Linked DNA regions of Mus musculus: all the other regions are linked to region 1. Evidence: chromatin contacts called from public HiChIP or PLAC-seq, Micro-C and promoter capture Hi-C data. All regions are on one chromosome and are shown on one strand. The core of a region is the stretch at or near the end of the contact, and the rest is flanking DNA. Distances in the headings are between cores, read along the strand shown.

Region 1 (3,589 bases), core at 492-2,991:
TTAAAACATCATTTAAGTAAGGAAAAGTTAGCAAACAACTAGCACACTGTCAGCATCTCCAAACAAGTTTAGGACAGAAATGATAAAAAGGAGCAGGAAAGAAGGTTGAGCTTCGATATAGCATGGAGCAAATCACTGTATCATTGAAACTTTAAAGCCCGACACAGCTACTGAGAACATTGTCTTAGAATTGAGCCACAGGCTGGGTATACTGATAACTCATTCTAAAGGCAGAGATGGCCTTGGAGGAAGGGCAGAGTCTTACAGAGCGACATTTAATATAGTAGACAGGTCTGGGGTCCAGGAGGAGAAAGGACCAACTAGCAAAACCTAACTATCTTTCTTCTGGTCCTATAGTGGGGAAGGATTGCTGGTCTCAGAAGCTGGGACCAAAAGATAACAGTTTCTAACTTCACCACACTCCAAACGCCATATTCCCACTTCATTTAAAAATGATTCCTAAGTCTAAGACTACAAGTTCTAGTTTGGGAAGTTTGCGAGGGGAACTTAAAGCAAAATTTACTCACTTCATCATCTTCATATTTCGTTGAGATTTGCAAACAAAATTGTTTAAAGTATTGACGCAAACATTACAGTACATTACAGCGTTTTCCAAAGGGAAGACCAGGCGCTTACTTCAGCCTGATCCAGACTTCTGCCCCAGGTGTGTGTGCTTTCGCTTTTTCCCTGGAACACTGTCCTCAAATTTCTGCTACCTTCGCCAGGGACACGGAGGAAACATTGCTTGGCTAGACACACAGCTCAGGGAAAAGAGAAATCGGCAGAAGAAAACCTCCACAGTTTGCAGGAGCGGGGTTAAGCGCTCTTAAAATTGACTTTGGGTTGTCAAATTCTGCCACTTGGGTCCCAGAAAGGCGAGCTCCCATAGCGGGTCAACTACACCTAAATAATGCTCTCTAGAATTCTGTAAAACACAGACCAAAAGGCCGATGCAGGTTTCTGCTGATAAGGAATCCACCAGTTCCTTAGCTATTTGGCCAGACCGGGCCACCTGAGCTCTGACTTGGAGAAACCGGCTTTTGATTTTCCTTTTGTTTTATTTCTACGGTCAAGATCAAAGTTCGGATTTCCCTGCGTGAGCTTTGCGGGAAGCTCTTTACACCCGCACCAGACTCTAAAAAGAAAATTCAGTCTAACTGATCTGGGAAGGACGTGGGTGAACATCCGCACGCCTTGGGTGCTGTCTCCAGACAGAAAACGCACCAGTTAAAGAGAATTAGTTAATAGCGGTTGCAGCGCGCGCGGTCCCGGCATCACGGTGTCTTTGGGTGCCTGTCTGTCGCCCTGGAGCGTGGAAGCTCAGGGGACCTTTCAGGTAGTGGTACTTTTGTAGCCGTGTGTGTGTGTGTGTGTGTGTGTGTGTGTGTGTGTGTGTGTGTGTGTTCCACCGGTTCCCGCCCCATCTGGACGACCCGTACCTGGTGGTAGGGAGTGTAGGCGGCTGCGAAATAAGGCTGCGGGGGACCGTAGACCTGGTACATAACATCCAGACAGCTCATGGCTCCCCGCCGCGGAGGCAGCTGAGTGGTTTCTCATCAACGCTGTTTTCGCGAAGCTCAAGGATGCTGCAGCTGCGAAGGCGGCGCCCGAGCCCCGGAGTCATGGGCTGCGGGGCAGCGCTGGGCTGGGGCTGCGGCAAACTCGCTCCCCTCTATCTCGGCGGTTCCAGCCCGGCGGTGCTCCCGGGCAGAAGCGCCTGGGCTCCCGCTAGAGCGCATTTAAACCCTGCAGCCCGTGGCGCGCTGACGCTAAGAGGGGGCGGGGACCAAAGGACTGCGACGCGGTCAAAGAGTTTTCCCGGACTCCCTCGCGGAAAGCTCGTGTCCTAGGTGCCAGAGACTGAGGATCTTGAATGTCGGGGGGTGGGGGTGGGTGGGGGAGGGGGGAGGGGGAAGTGGGGGAGCCCAGTCTTCCCTCCTGGAGCATCAGTGTCCCAGGGATTTCCTTCTTCCCTCGTTTCCACGTGGGACAAAGACTGCAGGGACACAAAGATAGGAAGAGTGACAAGCGGGGGTGCCGTGGCAGCAGAGCGCAGCAAAGTCTCGAGCAGTTCTTGTAGAGAACCTCTGCCTACAGTTCCCGATTGCGTACGAGGAGGGCCAGGGCTATCTTTTGGAATCTCCCCACTAAGAAAGGAGTTGAGGGACTCCTCCGGGAAGTGGCCGCAGTGGCTAAGACACGCAACTTTCCCCCTCTGTCCCATCTCTGCCCTCCCACCAACCCCAGCAACTCTTTCCAATTTTAATTCTGCTTTTTTGGGTCATTTCTTTCTCATTTCCATCTTGGTTGCTCTCATACCCTCTTGGGTGCTCTTCAATGAACCAACTCCATCCACACGGACAGCGTGCAAGCTACTTTCTAAGATTCTATGAGCTCCCACCCATCTTCCTATGCCTGGCTGACCAAGCTCAGAGTGTCCACCTGGCCTTTAAGGGTCCTCAATATTTAGAGCAATGACTCCTTGGGTCTAAGTCAGAGTACTTGGGCTGTTTCTTTGTTTAGTTATAAAAGCTGTGCGGCTCAGTTTCATTAAGGCAAAAACAGTGTGTCCTCCAGTTGTGAAACATGCCCTTTACTGGTCCCTTTTCTTGTCCAGTGATGCCTGCGGGCGGGGTGGGCTCTTATTGCAGGGTAGGGTGGGCTGTTCCTGGTGTCTGCTCTAAGTCCCACCAGAAACCCTTGGGGGAGGGAACCGACATCGCAGTGGAATCCTCCCTCTGGTCTACTATAAAAGTGAACTGACACAAGGTTACCTCCGTGGCAAGGTTAAGCGGCAAAACTTTTTTTTTTTCTTTCCAGTTACGGAAAGAACCTCAAGGGACCTTGGAAGGCCAGTCTTGGGGCCCCAGGCACCCGGTACAGGCATCATGGATAGATACAAGTGAAAGGAAACCTTGTTATCTGCCAGTTTAAACCTAACAGCAGCAACTCACCAGGATTCTTACACAGGCTATTCAAGCGCAAGGAACTAACTTTTGAAGACAACTCTTTTTAGAAACGGAACATTTGAAATCAAATTACTTCTGTGTTGCATTCTGTTTGTGTTTTCCAAACGGGGTTCCAATTCAGCTTATAAATGGGGAGCCATGTTGCGGAATTCCTCAACTAACTAGGATAGAATGTACTACAAATTAAAATGTGAACACTTTACTGGATGGTGTTCAAATTTATAATCCCAACACTTCGGAGGCTGAGGGGGGATCATCACCAGATTTTGGGGCAATCTATTCTACACAAGTTACCATTCCGGAAAAACCAAAATAAATATAAATACATATAAATTAACCCCCAGTACAGTTTTTAGGAGCAGGGCAAGGGTTGGCTTTACCAAGCAATCAGTTGGAGACACTCTGGAGCACTGCACTGTGGAGGTGCACAGAAGACAGACTCAGGTCTCTGCTACTCTTTCTCAGAAGAGTTTCAGATGGTGTGCATTACGCTCCAGGCCTGTTACTCCCATCTGCTGGCCACAATCTCCTGGATACAGGAGACCTTGTTCCTAGATGCCACACACACTTGCTTCAGTTAGCCATTGACTCAAGCAAGGCCGGCTAGAAGCCAGGAGTTA
Region 2 (3,589 bases), core at 790-3,289, 470 kb after region 1:
ATCGATGAGTAGTTTGTCTTGTGGGTTGGTGAAGATATCTGGAAATTTTAATTTTTAATGTAGTTTTAGCTATGAACTTTGTTTGAAGATTAATCTACTGTGATGGTTTGAATAGGAATGGCCATCATAAGCTCGTGTGTTTGAATGCTTTTCCACAGGGAGTAGTGCTATTAAGAGGTTTGGCCTTATTATGTATGGCCATGTTAGAGGAAGTGTGTCACTGTGGAAGTGGGCTTTGAGGTAGTAATATATAGTCAAGCTATACCCAATATTAGCATTCTGTCTAAACTCCACCCCCCCCCCCAGTTACCTGGCAACAGCCAGGTAGGACTGACCCACTATAAAAGGGACTGCTTGCCCCCTCCTCCCTCTCTTGTTTCTTTCTTGATTTCTAGGGCTCTTATTCCCTTGTTCCCTTGCTCTTCCCTCACCTCCTCCATTCCTTTCCCTCCCCCCTCTCTCTACATGCTCATGGTCAGCCTCTACACACTCTCTCTCTCTCTCTCTCTCTGTCTTTCTGCCTTTCCCTGCCTCTTCTACCCTCCTAACTCCTGACTCCCCTCCCCATGCCCTGAATAAGCTCTATTCTATACTATACCTTCTTGTGGCTGGTCCCTCAGGGGGAAGGGATGTCTTCGCATGGCCCCACTGAGGCATAGACTATCTCCCTTTCTCTTTCTCTTTTTATACAAACACTTTATATGGTGCTGTGACTCGAATAACACCCCGTGTGGACACAGTCTCCTGCTGCTGCTTACAGATCAGGATATAGAACTCTCAGCTCCTTCTCCAGCACCATGTCTGCCTGCATGCTGTCATGCTTCCCACCATGATGATAATGGACTAAACCTCTGAATCTGTAAGCTAGCCCAATGAAATATTTTCCTTATAAAACTTGCCTTGGTCATGGTATCTCTTCACAGCAATAAAACCCTAACTAAGACAACTACTCGGCCACTTATTTGCCTAGTGAGACTGTTCTATTAGTTTCTGTCCCCCCAATTATTTATTTATTTAATTTTATTTTCCTTTTTTATTTGATTCCAAATAACCTCTCTCTAAGTTTTCATTTACCCAATCTAGATTTTTCCTTTGTGTTCATTTTAGCACTTTTCTTTGTTTATTGGGTATTATGTCCCAATTTTTTTCTTAATTTTGAGTCTTCTTATGGTTATTTTTGTGTATGTTTGCCCCCTCAGGAAATTGTTCTCAGTATGTATGTCAGTGTTTATATATATATATATATATATATATATATATATATATATATATATATATATATATATATATATGCAGTCGTTTAGCATTTAAGATCCCTGTTTATACAGCACTACCTGATTGCCTGGTTGTCTTTATCCTGGTTTAGATGATTTCACATTATTTCTCTGGGGCCATGGCTCTTAATGTATGTGCACATTAGCACTCTTCAGTCCTTAGTGTAGCTCCTTGTTATATAGACAAAAGGTAGAGCTGCATTTTCATTACTGTGGCATTGTGCTGTTGTCTCTGGGATGACTGAATCTATTATAGGACAGGTTGGTTGAGTTAAAGTTAAGTAGTAATCAATCAAAATGTTTGCTTTGCTTAATGGGGGGGCGGCATATCACACTGTTTATAATTACACGTTTTGCTGGTAAAGTGTTACTTCAGAGCGGATCCTGGTGTAGCTTTTAGAGTTAGCCTGTAGAAAATGCAAACGTTTCTTCAATGAACCTTGGCAAATTTAATTTCTTAGACTTTGGTCACATATACTCTGAGAATCTAAGATTGTTAAAAAGAAAACCCAAATCATTTCTTTTACAGTCACTAGTTAAGAAACTCCTTAATTCTCTATAGAACCTTACTCGCATGGGAGGAAGTGAAGGAGAAAGAGATTGCGTTAATTACTGTTTTAAGTGTTATTATTTGGTCTGGAGTTTCTTGTATCTTTGGTTCCCTCTGGTGTTCGATTTAGGAAATTGTGGTCCTTTCGGATTCTTTTATTAGTAAGGAGGGGCTGACTGCACAAAGACTCTTGGCTTTTGCGGCTTTGAGCCCTCTCTGCCTTTAGTCTGGGATGTAGCCTGTGGCAGGTGTATTGTTCTTAGGCAGCCTGCAGTGTAAGTAGTTGGGAGAGCTGGTTTGGCTGTCCTGTGCCTTGTTTATAAGGGGGGTGGGGTGGGGGGGGGATATCAGAAATCAGAAAATGTGCACGGGAAGGTTGGCTTGGGGCCGAGATGCCTTTATCAGCCCGTTGTGTCCGTGAGAAAGCTTTGGAAAGTTAGTTGCAGTTTTATCAGTTACTGATCTTCAGTTGTGAACGCTGCTTCTCAGGCAGCCTTTACTTTGGGTCCTTGGTTTTTCTCTCAGGCTCCGCGAACCCAAACTATGTTGTGACATTGGCGCCACCTTGTGTCCCAGCTCAGGGTTGCGTTGTTACCGCTTGTTGCCTAGGTTTACTTGGGGCTTGGGGTGGGAGCCTCTCAGTTAGCTCTCTGTAGACCCCTTAGATTCATTATATGTGTAATTTCCACCCGGACACAGCTTGAGAGTGAAGCCCTAGTTGTTTATACTGGGGGAAGGGGGGCTAGGGGGTGGATTTTCTTTTCAGGTTAGTTCGAGTCTAAGCTGGACATAAGGTGCACCAATTTGTTGCTAAAATTTCCATCCCTAATAGCCTGTATAAATAACACACAGTCCAAATATTTTAATTATAAGTCATATGTTTAGATTGGGCAAATCTAATAGAATACTAAACGTATTTCCCAACTCTAAGACTCCTTGTGGTTTCTCCCGGTCACGTTGTTCTGGTTCATAGTGGCTTTTCATATATTTCTTACACAGCTGTTTTCCAAATGTGCATTCGTCTAGTCTGCTGTAACAGCATAGAGTATGCATCGTTAACAGTGTACTTTCTTGCTAGTAATACATGCATTTTTTGTTAGATATGCTACTATTGATTATGTAGAGTCATAATGGCTTTACACAGGAAAGCTGTCAGAATTTTGTTTTGTTTTTGAGTCAGGGTTTTCTGATTAGCCTTGGCTGTCCTGGAACTCACTTTGTAGACCAGGCTGCCCTCAAACTCACAGAGATCTGCCTACGCTCTGTCTCTGAGTGCTGGGGTTTAAGTCCTGCACTCAGCTTGATTTTTCTTTTTAAAATACTTACATCATTTTGTTGACTTCTGGGTGTTTGGTAAGGGCTAGTATAATATACACTTAAAATATATTTAAGTGGGTCTTTACTTCCTACTCTATCCTTTATCTTAACAGGCAAGCTTCCTCTGATTTGGGACTAAATAGGCTTTCTTTTAATTATTTTCAGTTTGTGTTCTTCTTTCACTTGTCTTTTATGAGAGTTGGATGTACTCAGAATTGGCTGTCATAGTGCATGAAAGATTCAGCCAGAGCCTGAGACAGATAGAAGTGGGTGGGATTTTGTTCAATTGTTCTTGGATCTATCTTCTATGAGTTTTCTATTTTGTCAGAGCATCATTACCAAGAAGTCAAGTTGGCACCAGGGTGAGGGTCTTAAGACATCTGGTAGGGCTATACTCTGACTCTCAGTCTGGAGTCGAAAGTATAATTAGAGTAACACTGTACACAGA
Region 3 (3,589 bases), core at 753-3,252, 430 kb after region 1:
TATTGGAGGATCCGAGAGCTCTGAATCGCCAGGAACTTAAAGCAATGTAGACAAAACTACAAGCTCCAACACCAAGGTGATTTGTAACTTACTATGTAGCCAAGAATGACCACAAGCTTGGCATTCTCCTGCTTCCAATTACCAGTTCTTGGATTACAAGTGTGTACCACTATACTTGGCTTCATTTAATTACTTTACACTGCTGATAGTGATACACAAAATCTATCAATTAACCTCAGTATTTCTGGCTTGGGTGGCTGGAGTACACATTTTGTGTGTGTTTCCAGTGTTCATGTCAGCATAGCTGAGTGTGCTGAGTTGCATGTGTTCTGCTGTTCTAAATATGAGTCCCAGTCTGAGAATGAAGCTTAGTGTTAGCTTGCATAGTGAGTACAATGATTTATGTTTAAGTTCCAGCATGGTTAAAAATTCTGAGTATAGACCTGGGGAACAGAAACAGAGAAAAATAGATTTGATTATATAAACCTACGACAGTGACCTGCCTGCAGGATATACAGATGCAATTGGGAGTAAACAACCAGTTTTGGGTTGGATTTAAGGCCCATTCCTTGAGATGGAACCCAGGTCTGACACAGCTATGATAGCCCAAACTCTGAAACTAAATAGATCACAGACCTAGGGGGAAACTTCTCATTTGCATGTGCACTGTGTTCAGGGACTAGTCTGAGATGGCGGAAAGAAACCACAGTTTCTAAAGTACTATTTAGAGAGTAAGACCTCAGCATTGTCAATGCTCCTAACCTCAGACCCAAACCTTACTCTAGCTTACTGTATCTCCTCACTGTATTTTTTTAAAACCCCACAACTCCCCACCTAACATCACTGCTCTATTCCAGCTCCAAGAAATATCTTGCTCATTTGACAGAGGGCTAGAGTAGCCTGAGGATTAAATGAACAAAAGGTAAAAATGATGGATGTTTTTACAAATGAGAGGAAGAGGAGTCCATGATTGTACAAGTCTTACATTACACGCTTTAGCTTCAACAGTCACTATTCCACAGATGGCTAGAGAACTCCTTGGGTGAGCTCCTTAGTTTAAGAGGAACTAGCGATTGTAGAGATTGAAGAGGGCTTCTTTCAGGGTATCACCCTAGTTAGGAGGAAAACAAGCTGGAGAAACAGCGGCAGGTTTGAGCTGTGGAAGGAAGCTGAAAGACAGGATACAGAAATAGGCACAGGTGAGTCTGTGTTCCTGAGAGCAATTCCACTTCATGAGTCTTGATGCCGGAGGAGTCCAGTGAGGACTTCTTCAGAGGGCTGTTGTCTAAATCCTTTCTTTCTGAACTTTTAGTCCTGTTTAATGTTAAAGAACTTTTTCTCCCCCTTTCAGCAGCAGAAAGAGTGTAGAAACCAGAGACTGGCACATTTTGGGAGCCTGTAATATGGCTCAATTGCTAAAGGCGTTTGCTGCCAAGCCTTAGGACCTGGGTTCATTCCCCAGAACCCACAGGGTAGAAAGTGAGAATCAAATCTGAGAGTTAACCTCTGAACTCCGCAGTTGTTCCCCACTTGAATGGGGATTCAAGTATTGGACTAAGAAATGAAAGTAGAGAAAAACAGTTGTAGGAACTAAGGTCTTTTTTTTTTTTTTTTTTTTTTTTTTTTTCTTAGAAAGGCAATAAATTACAGAGTGAAAGAGTAGAGCTGGTTTCCCAGAGATTCCTCACAGGGGATCTTTAGTTTGTTTATAGAGTTCCTGACCTTGCTTGGTAAAGAGTTACATTTCCTGCATTCGAAAGACAGCAAAAGGATTAGCTTTATTCTCTAATGGGATCAAAGCTGAAATCCTGATGAGAACCATATCTCAATACCAAGAAATGTTTGTAAATGATTTGCTGAGCTGCCTCAAGGATTGGTGGGTCTGCGCCCGAAAATTTCCCTGGGACCCAGCCTGCCCCTAGGAGGTCTGTCCTGGGGTGGGAACAGAGAGTAGAGAGTGCGCACGCACATGCAGCTCAGCATCCAGGATCAGGAGGAGGCCAGAGCGCTACAGAAGGCGACTGTGGACTCCAGTGTAAGATGCTCTGGGTCAGCCGCAGCGTTCTGCGACTAGGCTTGGGGTTCACCACCCACCGCGCTCCTCAAATCATCTCCCGCTGGCCGCGATGGGGTCCCCGGGTCGCGTGTCACCCCTGTAGCTCCAGCGGGCAGAATCCCAGCGGATTTGAGCCCCCAGGTCAGAGTAGGGCAGGGCTGGGAGGGAGGGGGCTGCGGAGGATTTCAGTGTTGGATGCAATGTGCTTCTTGATCTGCCTGTTGCTTCCACTGTAGAGAAAGTTCACAGGATCCCTGCCCAGTACAAGCCTTCGAAATTCGACAAGAAAATTCTGCTTTGGACCGGGCGTTTCAAATCTATAGAGGACATCCCACCCCTTGTACCGTAAGTGTGAAGTGGGTCCTTGCTTGAGTTTCGCCCGCAGGGAGACTTGCAGCCTGGGTAGGGACACGGTTTCCAAACTGTGCTTTGCTGACCAGGAGCAAGGCAGCCATAGAACTACACAGTTCTTCCAACTAACACTGACATAGGGAGTTTACTCCCCTACAGGTCAGGGTGTTCGACTAGAGAGTGGGTAGCTGAAATTATAGAGAGAGTGCAGAAGTTGAATTAAAAACCCAAGTGTTTATTGGGCAATTGCGGATATGGGTTCCTGGAGAGCTCTGAACAGTGAGTACTGTGATGGTTAATAGGAACTTGGCAGGATACAGAATTGTCAAAGAGACGTTGCTGAGCATGTCTGTGAGGTTATTACCAGAGTAGGTTAGCTGAGGTGGGAAGACCCATGGTAAACTGGTGGTGGTGGAGTTTCGCGGACTGAATAAAAAAGCCGAGCCCAAGCCTTTGTCACTCTTGGCTTCACGGCAAAACATGTGACTGGTTCAGAAACAAACATCAGGCCTTACCCCCATGAAAGATTGCATCTTCAATCACCATATCGGTGGTGTGGCTGGAGAGAAAAGAAACAGAGGGGTCTCCTTACTGTTCGATACAAGAGTCCTGGTATGACTTTTGGGTTACAGGAGAATGGCATCTGGGTACACGGTTTCCTGGTCCTGGGAAGCTAGGCAGCTTCAGCATGGTTGGTCTCATCATAAACGGCCTCAAGTAAATGGAAAAGGGAAAACACATGCTGCAAAAATGCACACCCAGACATTCATTCTGAAACATTTCCTTGTTCTTTGAGCAATGGTTAAAAGATAAAAAGGGGCCAGGAGTGGTGACTCACGCCTTTAATTCCAGGTCTTGGGAGGCAGGGGCAGGTGGATTTCTGGGTTCGAGGCCAGCCTGGTCTACAGAGTGAGTTTCAGGGCAGCCAGGGCTACACAAAGAAACCCTGTCTCAAAAAATCCAAATAAATAAATAAATAAAATTAAAAAGGGGCATTTTGATATCTTTCCATGGTTATTCAACTTAAAAATATTTTCTAATTATTTTAAGCAAATTTCACTCTTTATGACATTTATAGACCCCAAACTGCTGAAATATATGAATCAGTCTAAGAAAAATTTATAGCATAAACTCTGCTTTTTAAAATTTAATATTTTAGGCCAGGTAGTGGTGAGGAACACC
Region 4 (3,589 bases), core at 626-3,125, 400 kb before region 1:
TCTGTATTGTCAGTCTCTGAATATATTGCACTTTACCCTATAGGGCAAATTATCACTTCAGATGACAGACTCCTGGGGAGTCATCCTCCTTGCTAGCTGTAAAAGAGAATAAAGTAGTCAGAGGTTACTATTACCCCAACCAAACCCCAAACTCAAATACATAGCTGACAAAGATTTAAAGGCAAAACTCAAAATTGCTTCTCCGGAGCATGCAGGCAGTTTACCGGAGAAGAAAGCCGTCATTTTTCTTTCCTGCATACCAATCCTCCTGACTCACCCTACTCAGCCCATCTCTAGCTTTAAGGAAACACCAAGGCACTTAGACTTGACGGAAATGCAAGGCTGACATTTAGAGCCTCCTCTTTATCTCGCTCCTGGTCTTCAATCCCCTACTAACATTTCATCTCCTCTACCCCAACTCTCAAGTTCCTCCTTTCAGAATCTCCTTTCTAGTAGAAACACTCCCCAAATGTCATCCATCACCTCTGTGAGTGTGTCCCTTTCTCCCCTCCAGCCTGAGACGAAGGCAAAATTCCAAGAAATATATTTGCCATTATAACTAACGCTTTAGGCTTGTCATGCAGTAAGTGTTGAGTTCTGTCCTTAACAAACCCGTGGTGAAATCCACTGCCTTGATTACTTGAAGGAACACAAGTGTATCTAGTACTGTACTGGCCTCTAAGGTGAAATGGCAACACGTGATTTCAGGCCTTTTTCCAGGCCTATCAAAACTCTCACACACTTTTCAGAAACCCCATTCAAATGCCACCTAACTCCAAGAGAGCTCATTTGGAAATCCTACAATGCAGCTCACGTATAAAGCCGCCACTGCTTGGTCGCCCTTAAGATGAGTTCATTGAACCCCCTTGAAGAGACACTTTGAAGAGCGCACAGACTGGTTAACTCCCCGTTACTTTTATGACCTTGGGCAAATCAGTTAATGTTCTGAACGTCAGCTCCCTCTTTCGTGAAACAAAGCCAGAGAAAACCACCTCCCTTAACGGACTACATTAAATATCTTTTACATGTTACAAACACTAACCAAATCTAAAGACTTTGTCAACGTCAACGTTCAATAAGACTGATCTCCCTTCCTCGAAAGCACCAGCACAGTGTAAGGGCCAAGGGCTACCGAAACTCGCAGGGCCTGGAGAGGGCGGCGGCCTCGCAGGACGACCGGGAACAAACTAGCTAGAAACGTAGTCCTCAGACTCGGAAGTGCCTCGGTCACCCCACCTCCCACCCGGCCTCACCTTGGTGGTCGTAGACGCTAATGTAGGAGATCCCCACGGCCATACACCACACCACGAGGCTGGCGATGTCTGAGAAGCTGGGCTCCTGCACTTCCTCCGTGACCAACAGGCCCATGTGCACCGGCAGCTTCTGCAGGGACCGGACGTCCGCGCGCCAGCGCAGCCGAGGATGGGTGGCGGCCGGTCCCGGTCCCGGTCCCGGTCCCCCGTGCGGGTGCCGGTGATGACGCCGGTTCCTGCCGACGGCCCGGGGCTTGCGGAGCGTGAAGCCGAGCGGCGCTAGGACCGCGGCGGAGGCGGCGCGACAGCAGCGCCGCCAGATCCAGTTCCAGGTGCCGAAGCGAACGCGGAGCCAGGAGGTGAGCGTGAGGTGCAGGCAGAGCAGCGCGTGCAGCACCCGCCACACCAGCTCGTACAGCCCCGTCATACTCCTGTGGCGCTCGGGCACCGTCACCTCCCTCCGGCCCACACCCGCGGCGCGACAGGGTCTTATCCGCCCCAGCGGCCGGCGCGGGCCATCGCTCCGCGTCCCCCCACCCCCCGCGCCCGAGCCCCTCGCCACTGCCAACACCTCACCTAGCCCCCGCCGCCATCTTCCTCCGCCCTCCGCAGCCCCGCCCCCGTTAGTACATGGAGAGTTCTGATTGGCTGCCGGGGAACTCCGACGCGACCGGGAGTCGTGGCTGGAGCCGCCACCGCACTGCTAAAGAGAGCGTGCGCTTGAGAATGAGGCTGGCTCCGGGCCGCTGGCGCCCCCTGGGGATGAGGAGGGCGACGCGCCAACGCCTCTAGCCTTTCTCCTATGGAATGATTGGGCTGTTCCTCAGACTGAGGGGAGGATCTGCAGCTTGAGATTTGTTGCCTATCTCCCCCTCACGGCCATGACAGAAACGATTCCCAAGGAGTTAAAAGCAATCTAAATGAACTGGAAGTTACACAGAGAGAATCCACCACCGCATCAGCAAGTGTAGATGCTGGAAATCGACCACGGTCCCCAAACAGAAGTGTTCTTGTCCCCAAAGGCTCAAGTGTTCTTGGAGAGGTCTCATCACAGTTCTTTGTCCAATCTTCCGACGAGAATAGAACGTCCCAGAATGGGAATGAAGTCCTACAGCATAGGACCTGGAAACAGACTGTTAGGGTCTGACACTGTTAGGGTCCCTAACAAATCAAGCTCTGCCACCTGTCCTTCATAGACCAATGACACAATAGAAGGTAAATACAGAAAAGCGAAACTGATTCAATGTGGCCACTCTGAGAAGAGAATCAGTGCCCAGATACAGTTGGATCTGTGTAATACAGACATATTTTTTACTGTATAGCCCCTTTTCCCATTAGGAAATGTCTACAGGCCTTAATGTTTTGGCCATTGTCACCTGTTTTAATTGGTCTCATTTCTGTAAGAATTGCTTTGCTTTAGTTTAAAACGTGAGTCTCATGTCCATCTGCAAGTTTTGTTGCCTTTGGCAGGAAATGCCTGTGGAGGAATTTTAATTGGGCAACATGGCTCCTCTCAATAACCGTAGCCAAAGATATGATCTGGCCATGATCCACACTGGATTACAGTATGATCTGGCTGGAATACACACACTCCCTTAGCACATACCTGTAATCCCTGACAATGAAGATAAGGCTAGTTTGTTGAAGGAAGCATCCATGTTTGAAATTGATGTTTAATTGAAGGGCAAAGTTATGAATCAGGAAAAAAATTGAGTGAGAGATAGGATACGTCCAACTCACAGAAAAACAGACAGGAAACAGATGCTAGTTATGGGAGGGAGGAGAGAGAGAGAGAGAGAGAGAGAGAGAGAGAGAGAGAGAGAGGTGGAGTGGGGAGGTGGGTAGTATATGTGTATGGCAGTTTTACAAAAACAGTTTTACTGAGATAGGTTACAGAGGGAACAAACTAGATACAAGTGAAGACAGAATGAGTCAGAGAATGAGAGTCAGAACATATTAGAACATATTGCCAAAGTTAGTATGAAGCCAGTCAGAGCAATTCAGTAAGAAGCCAGATTGAATCAGTCAGCTCAGAAGATTAGATTGTATGGAGGCTAGAAGGTTCCAGGCATAGATCTAGGGATATTTAGAACAGAGAAGGAAACACTCTGGGTTCATTCCAAGCCATGTATCCATATAACCTGGGTACAGCTCTCATCTCATCCCTTCCTCTGAGGAAATAAAAGAGACATTTACAAGTGTCAGCTAAGGCTGAGGCACGCCCTACACACTTCTCTCCCTCTTGGTCTGATAGCCATAGCTCTTCTGAGAGTAGATAAAGTAGTGGAAGAGGGGGAAGACCATGAACAACAGCAAAATGCAGTCTTCTGCACTGG
Region 5 (3,589 bases), core at 488-2,987, 360 kb before region 1:
CAGACATACACATACATTTAGGGCAAACACACACACACACACACACATTTAGGCCAAACACCCATCAAGCCTCTTTTTCCACATTCATGTTCTGTTGTGACTTCCAGAATTGCAAAATCCCAAATCAAAGCGGGCAAAATGTTCTATTAGGAAACCTCATAAACATTTAAAGTCACCACTGAATACCAAGAAAATGAGCACACAGGATGTGGCAACTGCTACATAGTCACATCTACTGCTAAGTAGCAGATAGTGGGATGTGTGTGTGTGTGTGTGTGTATAGGTAGGTAGATATAGATAAATTATTTTATTATATATTTATATATAAAATACAACCAACCATTCGAAGAGGATGTTTTATACTATTGTGTACTAAGCCTATGAGACAGTCTCTGACTAAACTCAAGGGAAGAGTTGCATGGTTAGTTTTACTTGTCTAAGTTTGCTGAAGTCATAATAGCTTTTGCTTGATGGTAAGCAGTCATGCATTGGAGTAACCAGAGTGCAAACTAAATCTGTTATTTCTTAATTCTTATTGGTACTGCTTTGATGAGAGGCACACAATGCCATGCAGACTTTGGTTGATGATTTATTAGAAAGGTCCGTCCCAAGAACAACTTCCGAAAGATTATGGACTAATTTTCCACATACTCCCGTAGGCGAGTCAGGAAGCACAATTCCTACCTGCCTACTCTAATTAGTCTGGCTTCTCCTTTCCCTTCCGGACAGTCTACTGTTGGTTTAGACAGGGGTGGAGTTGGAGAAGTGGAAGAGATGAGAGGCAGGACACAAAGAAAGCTCTTGATAAATGCTCTCAAATGCACGCAACACTGGAATTAAAAGTCGTGAGAGCCTCACTGTCTTACTAGTTCGGCTTGGATGAGGTCGTTTCATTAGATTTTATGTCCTCAGTGCCTCAATCGGGATATGTATTCAATGTTTATGAACATATGAAAATAACATGGGAACGAGCACAATACTAGTTTATAAGATGATTACAGCATCCCAAGTGGTTGCTTTAGAAATATACGATCTGTGATGCAGTAAGATGAGTGCTATGTACCAAGTGATAACACTTTCACTTTACCTTAATTGCCAAGTGAAGTAAACTTTGGAAACCTTGTTACCCAAGCAAGGTAACACCACTGAGGTGGGGCAGCTAGTATGTAATAATACATTGGCCTAGAACCCCAGCTTGTCAATCATAGAAGGAGGAACCATTGATTCAACAAAACTTGCTCAGTAGCTTCCATAGGCAGCTTCTGGCTGGAATGCACCGTCAGGTTTAGCAACATTAGCCAGTGTCCCCACCCTCCCGCCCTAAGAGCTGGAAATCGGAAGAGAAAACGTGGCTATTGCGCATGCACACACGGCCCTCCCCGCTCCCACCCGAGCCCCTTGACACCCCAGTAGCAACTTTGCTAGACGTCTGTGGACCGGTTCCAGGCCCACTGTGAAGCCAAACTGGCGGAAGCCGGTCCCCTCTGCGACGTGGAATCTTTCCCTTCCCTTCCTCCGGTCTTCCCCACTTGCAAGGGGCCACCTCAACCCTTTGCTTCTCAGGGTTTTGCCGGTCGTCAAAATGGTCGCAGACAGGCTTGTGGAGGCGAAGGCTTTTCATTGGCTAAGCTCTCGTACGGCCCCGCCCACTTTCTCCCTCTGGGCTGCGCCTGCTCTGGGCTCCGCTACGCACGCGCGGCGGGGGCGGGCCGGCTTGCGGGCGGGGCGGGTCTTCCGTGTCGCTGTCGCTGCTTCAGCCCCGCTTCCTTTGCTGCTCTGGAGCTGCGCTGCCGGCGTTGGCGGCGCGAGGGAAGGGAGGGGACCGGCGGGTGTGTGTCTGTGTGTGTGTGCGTGTGTGTCTGTGTGTGCGCGCGCGCGGGGGGCGCCGCGGTGCTAGCAGTTCCCCTCGCGCGGGGCGGGCGGCCAGAGTGAGCAGCAGTCGGCGAGGCCCTGGACGGCGCCATGTCGGCGGGTGGCCCATGCCCGGCGGGAGCCGGCGGCGGCCCAGGGGGCTCCTCCTGCCCTGTGGGGGTCTCCCCTGGCGGGGTGTCCATGTTCCGATGGCTTGAGGTGCTGGAGAAGGAGTTCGACAAGGCCTTCGTGGATGTGGATCTGCTTTTGGGCGAGATCGATCCGGACCAGGCGGACATCACTTATGAGGGGCGTCAGAAGATGACCAGCCTTAGCTCCTGCTTTGCGCAGCTATGCCACAAAGCCCAGACTGTGTCCCAGATCAACCACAAGCTTGAGGTGAGCCTCGGGGGCTGGCAGCAATAGCATTCAACCCCAGGCTGTCCGAGGTCGTTAGATCCCATTTAAAGCACTAGGAAAATGATCCTTAAAAACCTACCCACTGGACACCTCAGCTTCGAATGCGATGGAGAGTGCGTTTTATACGTGAGTGAAGCAAAGGAGTGCGGAGCGGGTGGGGGAGGAAAAGGATGCAGACTGATGTGTGGGTCTCCAGACGTCCTGTCATCCACCTCCCAGCATCTCATGCGGTGGGGACAGGAGCTAATCACACTACCTGCCTTGTAGGTGTTATTACCAAGATCTTCTGTCGGGGAATACCTCAACTCTCCTCTTCTGCTTTGATAATGACAAGCTAGATGATGTATTTTCAGACAGATGCAGCTCTGATTATTTTCATCCAATAGCCCAGATCAACGTCCGTGTCTGTACACAGAGACATGCATGAACTTAGGGGAATCCGATCAAAGCTCTTGGGGAAATGTAATGGAATATATATGTTCCTATCTACCTTCTCAGTTTACATTCACACTTGGCAGATATTACGGGCAGCTATGTCTTTAGAGCTGTCAATATTCAAATAACTTCTAGTATTGAGTGAGATGGTATGTCTTTGTATTTTACAGTATTTTCCCTAATTTCAGACCTTTGAGACTATGTAAAGACAATCCTTTGCTTAGGTCTCTAATCAGAGCAAGGGGAGTGTGATTGCAAACAGGAATTCCAAACCTCCCATTTTGTGTGGAAAATTCAACTAGGCCAGTATTACAAGATTTAGAAATTATGGTGTACTAACATTATATGGGAAACCTTTTAAAAATAGACAATTTCAGTAGAGAGTAGCTCTTTGATTTTAAAAAGGATTAAAAAAAAAGAGAGATACTTTGTTATGTGTGAAGTTCTTTGTGCCTTAGCTTTCTTAAGAGCTCCTCTTTACTGTTAACTGTAATAATGATAGGGCCTGTTGTGTACAGATTCATGTGTATGCTAGATTGGTTTCCTGTCCTTGCTTAGTGCTCAACAGTCTTTCATATTAGTTAGCCATGAAAAACATTTGCCACTAATATTTGATTAGCATCTTACATATTCAGGATGCTATGGTTTCTTTTTGGAAAGAGTGGGATGAAAGTACTTATGTAAAAGCATTAAGTGTAGATAAGGCTGTCTCTTGATTTTTTTTTTTTTTCTCCAATGAATGGTAATTCCTAAAGCTGAGTTTTCAGGTAGTATTTAGTGGCTTTTAAAATGGTATTTTAGCTTTAAAGATCAAAGATTAAGAGTAGCTTTTGCCAAATAACTTACATACCATCTCCATATTTAACCATATACTGGAGATAAG
Region 6 (3,589 bases), core at 426-2,925, 340 kb after region 1:
ATATCCTGATGACAGTAGTTGTTTCCTAAATATTCCAGATAATTTCTTAATTATTTACAGTTTTGGGGTATATTCAAGTAGTAATCATGACAGCAAACTTTATCTATTAAAATGTAACTTTACAGGCATATTTATTTTCTATTTCAGACATTGAAAGGGTTCAAGCATATACGTTCAGAACGTCAGGCTATAAAAATTAGAACTTAATGTTTAAAACAAAAATGCAGTTTACAAGTATTTATAGATTTTATTTTTCTAATTCTTAGATAATAATATAGGAGAGAGAGAGGGAGAGAGAGAGAATATAACTTACCAGTAAATAGTCTTTATTACTTGGAATTGGGGGGAAATCTTGTCCCCCAAATGCTTCACATTATGCAACTGTTCTTAATGACACGTTCTTATTTAAGTATCTTTTTCGTTTGCAGAAAGTATTATAAAACACACTTCATATGTAGAAGACCTACTGATTATTTCTCAATTTTAAAAGACTTGGGGCAAAAAGTTAATTTGTGGTGTTTTACTATATTAAATCATGTATGCACTATGCTGTAAAAACTGAAAATTATTTAATCATGACTGCTTGAGTGATTTTTTTTTTCTGTTTTGTACTTTTAACTCAATCCATCTGTTTTGACTGACACAGTACCTGCCCTCCTATGGATTAAAACAGAGTTAAACGCCTTCCATTTTTCGCTGTTCTGAAGGATCATATCTCGAAAACATAAAAATATCAAAGAAATATATTTTATGTTCAGCAAACAATCACAGAAAAATTCATCACAGCTTACATGTGAAGAACCTGTGGCTTTAGCTTTTCGTCAGGGTCAGAATAGGTCTCTGTGTGCATATGCAGTGCAAGAAAACAGGTGCATTTGTCGTGGGTCTTTTAAACTTGTGGAAGTTTTAAGGAGAAGCAAGTTGAGGAAAGCCAGGGTCTTAGAGACAGGGGCTGGTGGACGTCAGCCAGTGCGGGTGACAGGACCAGCTTACCACTGCAGGGTGAGCTGAGTCTGCTTCTTCTTATCCTTCATCATCTGCGTGATGCTCTTCTTCTGAGAGAGCTGTGGGTCGGCTGCTTTGGTCTTGCTCTCCTGGGTGTCCGCATCCTCTTCTTCCGAGGAAAAGTTGCCGTTGTTTAACTGCATTTCTGAGGGCGAGTGTAAGGAATGACAAAGAACAAGGGAACACGCGGATCAGTCCAGAGACCTCCACACCCACCTTGCTTTGCACCCAAGGAGGAGCAAGGAAGGAGTTGAGCAAAACCCTCATAGTTAACAGTGTTCCTGCTGAAACGAAATGGTTCCGACAGAGCATCCTACTTTATGTGTATTCAGAGTGCTTCGTTTTTATTCTTGGACACCCTTAGGACTCAGCACCGCAGCCGGGAGAGTGGAGCACTCACCTGATTTAACTCCCACCTGCAGCCCGGGATCTCCGCCTTTCTCACCGCTGCTCCGAGCGCCCGCGGCTGTTTCAGCCAGCAGGTAAGCACTGTCCTCAGGGTAGACCAGCAAGCCCTTGCCAAGCAGCTGCGCGCAGCACTCCTCCGCGATCTCGGAGGGAAGTTGGGGCGAAGGCTGCTCCTGCACGAAAGCTTCCTCCAGTTCCCGGACCTTAGCCATCCTTCCCACCGCCCGGATCTCGGCACGCCGCCCGGGCTTGAAGGAGCTCTGTGTAGAGCCCAGAGCCCCGGGGCGGGGCGGGGCGGGGCTGGGGAACCTGTGGCCGCTGGGCAGGCTCCAGAGCCCCCGATGGTGGAGAGGGGACAGGGTGAACAGGTACCGCACAGATGGCAGGGTGGAGGAGGGCGGAGGCGATGCTGCCTTTTTCCCAAGTGTCTTGCTCGGTCTGGGCAGAAGCTTGCTCCCAGTTCACTTCCACATTGGCTGTCAGTCACACCGAGCACTTTCCCCTTCGTTTGTTCTCTCTTGCCTAATTCTAGACCCAGGACCATTTCTCAACTGAAAACTTCCTGAAGGATCCTATAAAGCTCAGCTCTTTTCTCTAGTGGGACAAGCAACTTCACTTTTCCCCATCAATTCTCAGGAGACTAATCGAGGCACCTGCCTGGTCAGCCTTGACTTGAGTATCAGGTGGAAGTGAACAAAACCCAGAGTACCCTTCCCTGGTCTTTGCACCGCCTGGGTCAGATGTATTCCCAGAATAATGCAAGGATCGAAGAGCACCCTTTTCAGTGGCTGGAAGACAGAGACACTGCTCTGTATTTTGGGTACTTAGGTCTCACATCCCTCTAAACTATTGAGGTTGGAGGAAAAGATACCATTCAAACTTGCATGTGCATCACTTACAATTCCTCACTTCATGCCCAGCAGTGGAACGAATATTTTCTGAAATTTAATAATATCTCACTCCCAAATGACAAAACCTGGGTTTGTTTCGAAGTAAGTTGGGCTTTCTATGAAGAATGGAGCTGGGTGGAGCTTTGGGATCCGACTGCCTGGCTGACTCGCTGTTTTTTTCTTATTCTATTCTCTGTTCTTTGGACAAACAGGCCCTCCAGGAGAAGGAGGGATCCTGCCTTGGTTTCCATTGCCTCATCTCAGCTAATCCTGTATCTTTTGGGGGGAGATTAGAAAGCGACATCACCTTTGAGTTTAGCATGAAATAACATTAAACTGAAACCACAGAGAGAAAGCAAAATGAGACCCAGAGTGGCAGCTGACTAAAGGGACAATTACAGCAGCAATCCAACAGAGAGAGCAGCCTTTCCCAGGGCAGGTCAAGCTGCGCTTATGTGACTGCTTCCTTTTCAGCAGCACTTGCTGGGAAAGGCCTCACTTCTCCCAAGCTCATCTCACCTGCTTCCTTTGGATGCTGGACATCGGCTGTAGCCACACACTTTCCCACACATTCAATGTTCCCTACCTAGGATTGTTAGTCTTCTCTGCCTACTCCTCTGAAAGCCTCCCAGCCTGCTTCGTGTGTAGGACTTTTCTCTTTAGTGCTCAAGTGTACAGTATGCTACCTTTCCAGAGACACACTCAGGGGTGTTCTGTAATGGGAGTCCTCTTTGTGTTCCCAGCAGGGCTCTATCCACTCAGGTCACTCAACAATGAGAAAAAGGTTCAGAAAATGACTACAATTTCTCCTTTAATTTTAAAATACAACCTACTTGATATCCAGGAGCTGTGTTTGTGTATGTGAGTCATATAGACACTAAGTGAATATTTGGCAATTTTCCAATTGAACTGATCAATGAAAATGCAAACTAATACCTCGTAAGGCCCTAAACAAATTTTTGGCTGTATTTTTAAAATAAATTGTCTCTCTTATAAAGCACCATTGAGATTCTTTGTGCTTCTCTTCAAAATCAGGAACCATAAATAGGCAAGCGAAAGTAAAGGTATTAAATTAGTGATCAATAATCCTCCAACATTAAAAATCCCACGACAAGGCTTCAGTAGTAAAATGCATCTAAAGTTTGAAGACTTGATGATAACCTACTCTACAGGGGCATGTCTACCATCATTCCGGATGAGCGTGTGTGTGATTTCAATACCTTCATTTCCATAGGGATGTGTTTTAAGATCCCCGGTGTTAACTTGAAACTGTAGGTGGTACCAAT

The links. Promoter capture Hi-C pulls out the DNA fragments that hold promoters and counts their contacts. A called contact is a pair of places that touch in the nucleus more often than the background predicts. HiChIP or PLAC-seq counts read pairs in DNA pulled down with a chosen protein or histone mark. Capture Hi-C pulls out chosen DNA fragments and counts their contacts.
Region 2: a promoter capture Hi-C map of embryonic stem cells shows a contact between it and region 1, with 3 times the contacts expected there. The contact joins the enhancer-like site here to the promoter of Vgll2 in region 1. A contact is called at or near these places in 8 of 39 promoter capture datasets (cranial neural crest, embryonic stem cells, liver and 3 more), 1 of 15 datasets of contacts at CTCF or cohesin (stem cell-derived epiblast-like cells) and 2 of 115 datasets of contacts at active chromatin or transcription factors (both in embryonic stem cells).
Region 3: a promoter capture Hi-C map of pancreatic islet shows a contact between it and region 1. The contact joins the promoter of Fam162b here to the promoter of Vgll2 in region 1. A contact is called at or near these places in 6 of 39 promoter capture datasets (the 3T3-L1 cell line, cranial neural crest, embryonic stem cells and 3 more), 1 of 115 datasets of contacts at active chromatin or transcription factors (stem cell-derived neural progenitor cells) and 2 of 9 other capture datasets (embryonic stem cells and pancreatic islet).
Region 4: a Micro-C map of embryonic stem cells shows a contact between it and region 1, with 4 times the contacts expected there. The contact joins the promoter of Nus1 here to the promoter of Vgll2 in region 1. A contact is called at or near these places in 5 of 39 promoter capture datasets (the C10 cell line, cranial neural crest, embryonic stem cells and 1 more), 1 of 484 Hi-C or Micro-C datasets (embryonic stem cells) and 2 of 115 datasets of contacts at active chromatin or transcription factors (embryonic stem cells and epiblast stem cells).
Region 5: a contact with region 1 is called in an H3K27ac HiChIP or PLAC-seq map of embryonic stem cells, with 4 times the contacts expected there. The contact joins the promoter of Gopc here to the promoter of Vgll2 in region 1. A contact is called at or near these places in 3 of 39 promoter capture datasets (cranial neural crest and embryonic stem cells), 9 of 484 Hi-C or Micro-C datasets (cortical neurons, embryonic stem cells, muscle stem cells and 1 more), 3 of 115 datasets of contacts at active chromatin or transcription factors (embryonic stem cells and neural tube) and 1 of 9 other capture datasets (embryonic stem cells).
Region 6: a Micro-C map of embryonic stem cells shows a contact between it and region 1, with 3 times the contacts expected there. The contact joins the promoter of Rfx6 here to the promoter of Vgll2 in region 1. A contact is called at or near these places in 4 of 39 promoter capture datasets (cranial neural crest, embryonic stem cells and frontonasal cranial neural crest), 5 of 484 Hi-C or Micro-C datasets (all in embryonic stem cells), 6 of 115 datasets of contacts at active chromatin or transcription factors (all in embryonic stem cells) and 1 of 9 other capture datasets (embryonic stem cells).

What each region holds. Positions count from the first base shown.
Region 1 is chr10:52,020,654-52,024,242 of GRCm38.p6, reverse strand. It overlaps Vgll2 (vestigial like family member 2), which reads right to left and starts at 1,741. Exons shown (of 3, transcript NM_153786.2): 1 at 1,440-1,741. The coding sequence starts at 1,520.
Region 2 is chr10:51,552,336-51,555,924 of GRCm38.p6, reverse strand. No RefSeq gene overlaps it. Among named protein-coding and RNA genes, the nearest start is that of Gm46224, 26 kb to the right of the region's middle. Within about 2 kb of position 2,039, at least 49 of the 459 cell types and tissues checked have an H3K27ac peak or open chromatin away from gene starts, as enhancers often do. A contact at or near this core is called in embryonic stem cells, where this site is marked.
Region 3 is chr10:51,588,873-51,592,461 of GRCm38.p6, reverse strand. Fam162b (family with sequence similarity 162, member B) reads left to right here and starts at 2,002. Exons shown (of 4, transcript NM_029894.1): 1 at 2,002-2,197; 2 at 2,293-2,401. The coding sequence starts at 2,041.
Region 4 is chr10:52,415,833-52,419,421 of GRCm38.p6, reverse strand. Nus1 (NUS1 dehydrodolichyl diphosphate synthase subunit) reads right to left here and starts at 1,875. Exons shown (of 5, transcript NM_030250.2): 1 at 1,254-1,875. The coding sequence starts at 1,680.
Region 5 is chr10:52,380,272-52,383,860 of GRCm38.p6, reverse strand. It overlaps Gopc (golgi associated PDZ and coiled-coil motif containing), which reads left to right and starts at 1,737. Exons shown (of 9, transcript NM_001199272.1): 1 at 1,737-2,250. The coding sequence starts at 1,963.
Region 6 is chr10:51,675,846-51,679,434 of GRCm38.p6, reverse strand. Rfx6 (regulatory factor X, 6) reads right to left here and starts at 1,675. Exons shown (of 19, transcript NM_001159389.1): 1 at 1,406-1,675; 2 at 994-1,150. The coding sequence starts at 1,625.